Linked DNA regions of Ovis aries: region 1 is linked to region 2. A link is a contact called in public Hi-C data. All regions are on one chromosome and are shown on one strand. Each heading gives the region's core, a stretch centred on a gene start, on an enhancer-like site or on the middle of the called end of the contact. The rest is flanking DNA. Distances are from core to core; before and after follow the strand shown. Region 1 overlaps RAPGEF4 (Rap guanine nucleotide exchange factor 4). Region 2 overlaps MAP3K20 (mitogen-activated protein kinase kinase kinase 20).

Region 1 (2,700 bases), core at 122-2,621, 180 kb after region 2:
TATAAATCATGATCCCTCCAGTGCAGGAGACCTGGGTTCAATCCCTGGGTCAGGACTATACCCTGGAGAAGGAAATGGCAACCCACTCCAGTATTCTTGCCTGGAAAATTCCATGAACAGAGGAACCTGAAAGCCTGGGATTGCAGAGTTGGACATGACTGAACACAGTCACACACAGCTAATAACCTAAACAACTGACCGAAAAATAACCTTATTTTTTCTGTAATTTTTCAATGTTGATGAAGCCGATCATTTTGAATCTGTACTTACATCATTATTAGCTTTTATGAATATATATTTGTGAATAAGAATCTTTTGGAACAAGACCAAAGGTTCTTATCAAAATGCAACATTTAGTCTAGGTACTTGGTTTAACTTGAGAAGAAAAAAAAAGGAATCTTGAACTTCTTCATACCCGCTCCTTGCAAAGGGAAAGAAGAATTCATTTTGCAATGAGCACAAATCCTTTACCACAAATCAGTATGGTTATCTAAGTTGACTACATCGTAATTAAATCTTGTTTGGATTAGCATTTTTGCAAGAGGCTAATTAAATTGCTGCATTTGCTCCCTGTGTTCTCCTTGCAGAGTGCTTCATAAATGGCCTGTGTGGAATGGGAAAACAGATTTAGAGAAGCTATGGCATGTCTCTCGCAGTGCTGGGGAAGCGGTGGGGCTTTATGTGTGCAGGGGTGGTCAGGGGCTGAGAGCAACTTCAGAGACCCCAGGCTGAAGGTGGCGAGGAGGGTCATGGACACGGCTGGCCTTTGTCCTCTCTGTGTGCGCATGAAAGGACATGCAGGACTGCTTTTGTGCTCACTGCTCTGGTCACTTGATCACCCTAGGTAAGTCACAAAATTTCTCTCTGCCTCAGTCTCCCTCACCTGGAAAAGGCAAAGATAACATTTGGACCCCCAACTTCACAAAGTTCTGGGCAGGTCAAAGAGCTTGAACAGAATATATGGAAGTTCTCCAAAAATACCACGCGAAACATACTTCCTGCCACGAGGTTTACATCTCATGCGTGAGGATCCTGGTTTCTGAATCTAAGTCTTCTCCAGGGGGATTGTGTGAAGAGTTCTACTGTGCGGGATAGTGCAGCTTAAATAACGTTTAAATAATATAAGCCAATTTATCCTGAAGGCTAAATTCACCCATAATCAGAAGGAAGAGGGAGATAAGAAAGACAAAAACACTAAACAAACAAACAAAAAAGATAAAATTCCCTAGTTCCTGAAAGGCTCTCCTGTGCTGCTCTGTAAAACAGCAGCATCAGGCCCCTACAGGTTTTCCATTTCCATGTCTGTGTGCAGACTTCTTCTCTCCTCCCTCGGTGCACGCGGCCCTGCCAGGCTAAGGCGAGGAGAGGAGGTGCCCTAGAGAGCAGGGAAGCACACACTGTCACAGCTTCCACAGTCATCTCCTTCCAGATAGAGACATCTGACCCCCGCAATCAGCCGATTCAAGGCTCCTGGGAAAGTGGCTGCACTCCGAACCAGAAATTCATAAGCAACATTTTACCCAATCTTTCTTTCAAAAGGCATTTTTTTTTTTCCAAATTAAGAGATACCAGCATTTGAATCTAAGGGCTTTGGATATCCCGCAGAACTCCCAAATTTTTGGCAAAATAATTCAAGGCACTTGGCAAGCTGGCATGTGAGAAATGTCAAGCAGCGGTTGCTTCTTTGTTTAGCTCTGGAAATTAGACTCTGTATGGGATCTAAACTTTTTGGCTCAAGCAAACTGCCCAGCTGGGGTCACTTGTGCTCCCCACCTTCCTAGGCTAGAGCTCCCTGCTTTTAGAAAGGAAAGACGTCTCCCAGCCACAAGCTGCATTTAGCATTTTATTTTTAGCACTGTGGTGATACCAAAAACATGGAAGTAAACAGGAGGTTGTCAGGCATATCTAAATAGCAGGAGAAGATTAAATTCATGTCAGGGAGAAATCTAACTGGCCCCTGTAGTAAATAAATTGTTTCCCACGAAGTGCTGTTAAATAGAATATTTATAAGACGCTTGCTTTTTCTGATGTTTATGGAGATGATTTTCATGGGCCAGGTTAGCTCGTCTTTATGCATTTTATGGATTTTATCCCGGCTGAGTTGGAAGCACGGTTTTACACGCATGTTCCCACTGCCCTCTACTGGCAAGAACGTGTCAAGTTAGACCTCGACTCGCCCAGCCTTTAAAACAGAACTTTTGCAGCAGAACTTTGCTGACAGAGCCTTGAAACTGAAGGAGGCACGCAGTCTCAGTAGTTCAGAGCAAAAAGAGGTCATGATTTTAACCTGAGCATCAGCCCTGTAGGATGTCAATATTACAAAAGCTAGACAAAGCACAGTTCTCACAAGAGTTCAGTAATTCTTAAGTCTCTGTGGTTGGTGTGTTAGTTGCTCAGTCGTGTCCCCAGACTCTTTGTGACCCCATGGACTGTAGCCCACCAGACTCCTCTGTCCATGGAATTCTCTAGGTGAGAATACTGGAGTGGGTTGCCATTTCCTTCCCCAAGGGATCTTCCTGACCCAGGGATCAAACCTGGCTCTCCTGCATTGCAGACATATTCTTTACCATCTGAGTCACCTGATGCATAAACAGATTTAATATCTCACTTTGCTTTTTAAGGTGTAATCTAAGGGGACAAAATGAAGCCACAGCTCAAATGTTTTTCCCTCCCCAAGTGAATACTTACTGGGCTGCGATC
Region 2 (2,700 bases), core at 39-2,538:
ACACCTAAAGAACTTTTCGCAAAGGTTTAATGAGTATCTGAATGAAGGAATACAAAAGCACATCTATCAAAGCAAACAAATCAACTTACATGTTTCTATCCTCCTGTGTAATATGGCGACGTCTTTCAATATTATTGCTACTATGGCATTTCCTTCTCCAAGTATTTGCTGAGCAACCTCAGTGTTCAAGACAGGTTCTAGATACTGCAGTTACAGCGATGAACAGAAGAGATGATCTAACCCTCTTACATGTTAGCCAGCAAGACACACGCCATTATTAAACAACAGCCTGCAGACCTGCTTATTAACTTCAACAGAGGGTGTGAAGGAGATGCTCTCAGGGCACATAAAGCGGAACCTCAGCGGCTCTGGGGTCAGGACACACCTGCTTGAAGGAGAGCTGTTTTCAGCCACTATCTGAAACAATATGATCGGAGCCAAGTTGGGTCTGGGCATCAGGGCTGGTATGCTGCTGAAATGGGATGAATTTCATACAGAAGAAACTGCATTTGAAAGGATTCTGTATGAGGGAGAAATCGACACATGTTGAAGGACCAAAGCCAAAAATTAAGGGGTAGAATGACACTCAAGATAAAGCAAGAGCACAGAGGGTGCCGTGAATCTTGTGCTTTGGCCTTTGTCCTAGAGTTATGGGAGCTCCTTATACTGATTTAAGGGAAGTGATCTGATTAGATGTGTACTGTAGGAAACAAATATTACTAATATGTTTTGTTTATTTTTTGAGCCCAGAACAAAGTCCCTCATACCTAGACTCTAGCAAACAGTATTACTTTTATATTACTAAGTAAAAATTCATTTTAACTCACCGGTCCTAGAGATTCTCCAAGAATAAAAAATAAAGAAGGTTATTGTAAAACACCAAACAGAAAGCCCAAAGAAATGTGCAATCACAGGACTAAACAACTCCGTCATTTTTGAGCGCCTGTAGTATTCATTTGCTATCGGCAGGTGGCGTGAGGCGTCATGTTACTACCCATAGCTATCAAGAGCAGGGGTGAGTTACTTAAATCTCTGCTGAGTCAGGGAGAAATAATGTCAGAGCCCAAACATGCTATTTATATTGTACATCACGTGACCTGGCTCCAGTGTCTCTTCTCTGGCTTAGTTCTTCCCCTCACACAATACAATTCTCTCATTACTTAGCTTGTTTACATTTGACAAAATGTAATAGGATTTATAACATTGAAAGTTTTATTTTAAAAGTGTTTTTACAGTCTCCCTACCCCTCCCATCAACAGAAAAAGTACTCTGCCTATTTCCAACCAGACAGTATTTTGATTTCTCACTGCACAGAGGCTAACGTTTCCTAACAGGGAGTGTACACAGAAGGAGTGTCTGCTAACCGCCTTTTGTCTCAGAAGATACTGCTTCAGTATTCTTCCTAAATACTTAGATATATGATAAAGCAACACGCTTAGAGGAACACTGTTTGCTTACATGTGAGAGGGAGAGCTTATTCAATCTCCAAATTTTTTTAACACAAAAAAGCCCCAGTTTCTAAGAGATTGGGACTGTCACCCAGTTCCCAGGTGCTCGTGCTGTCCGAAGCCAGTCGCCCACAACCCCCTGGAGCCAGCTGATGTGACCTGGGGTGGGAGGCCCCTACCTCCATTCTGCTTTGTTGTGCAGGAATGAGTTACACTGGTCAGAAAGCTTCGAATCGAGTGACATGGACTCCAGGATTGAAATGATTTGCTTGAAAGAAGGCCGTTTCTGAAGGAGAAAAAAATAATCACTTGTTGGGACTTAGGAAAGTAGATCTTTAAGAAAAAATCCACAAGCATAGCAATACGGTCAAATCACCATAACAAAATAAGATATGCTGGAATATCCTGATTTTGTTCTTTCACAACTGTCGCACTGCATAGGAACCATACTTATTTTCAATCAATTATTCATAATAGGCTCACATGTCATTTTTCTATTTTGTTGTCTAAGGTTGGAATGATTACAGTATTTTTCCAGGTTAGGTAAGAACTAATTAGTTCTCTTTGAGGTATGTTTAAAGACTCCTGAAAGGAAACAGTTTAGTCTTTTAAAAAGTCATCTATGTGATAAAGCAAGCAGAGTGAAAGTTAACGGTAGGGTCTGGGTGATAGGGGTCTTCCTAGGTGGTGCTGGCGGTAAAGAACATGTCCGCCAATGCAGGAGACATAGAGACACGGGTTTGATCCCTGGGTCAGGAAGATCCCCTAGAGGAGGGCATGGCAACCCACTCCAGTATTCTTGCCTGGAGAACCCCATGGACAGAGGAGCCTGGTGGGCTACAGTCCACAGTGTTGCAAAGAGTCGGACACGAATGAAACGGCTTAGCATGCACGCATGCACAGTGGGTGATAGGTATACCAGTGCTCACGGCAAAATTCTTTCAACTTTTCCACGTGTTTGAAAATTTTTATAATAAACTGTTGGAGGAGAATTACTTATTAATCTAGCAGAACTTATACAAGTTCCTAAACCAGCTGCTCAGAGAAAAAAATTCCCCAATTTTAAAGCCATCATAACTTCACTGTTCTCAATGGTTATTCCATAATATAACTAGCTTTGGTGCTTGAAAACTCTCACGTACTGTTTACCAGAAATTGAAAAAGCAGTGGTTAGGTGTATTTCTTTAGCTAGCAAAAACTACCCTAGTCTATCTCTTTAGACTCTAGCCAAGGTGGAGACAAAAGGTTAAAG

What was found. Hi-C and Micro-C count contacts between places; a contact is called where the count stands out from the background.
Region 1: a Hi-C map of muscle shows a contact between it and region 2, with 7 times the contacts expected there. The contact joins two enhancer-like sites. A contact is called at or near these places in 10 of 16 Hi-C or Micro-C datasets (hypothalamus, liver, mesenteric adipose tissue and 5 more).

Annotation. Positions count from the first base shown.
Region 1 is chr2:136,880,775-136,883,474 of ARS-UI_Ramb_v3.0, forward strand. RAPGEF4 (Rap guanine nucleotide exchange factor 4) reads right to left here. Exons shown (of 29, transcript XM_060411105.1): 24 at 2,689-2,700. Among named protein-coding and RNA genes, the nearest start is that of MAP3K20, 67 kb to the left of the region's middle. Within about 2 kb of position 1,372, at least 9 of the 54 cell types and tissues checked have an H3K27ac peak or open chromatin away from gene starts, as enhancers often do. A contact at or near this core is called in muscle, where this site is marked.
Region 2 is chr2:136,701,238-136,703,937 of ARS-UI_Ramb_v3.0, forward strand. MAP3K20 (mitogen-activated protein kinase kinase kinase 20) reads right to left here. Exons shown (of 19, transcript XM_060411103.1): 10 at 1,628-1,734. Among named protein-coding and RNA genes, the nearest start is that of CDCA7, 84 kb to the left of the region's middle. Within about 2 kb of position 1,289, at least 19 of the 54 cell types and tissues checked have an H3K27ac peak or open chromatin away from gene starts, as enhancers often do. A contact at or near this core is called in muscle, where this site is marked.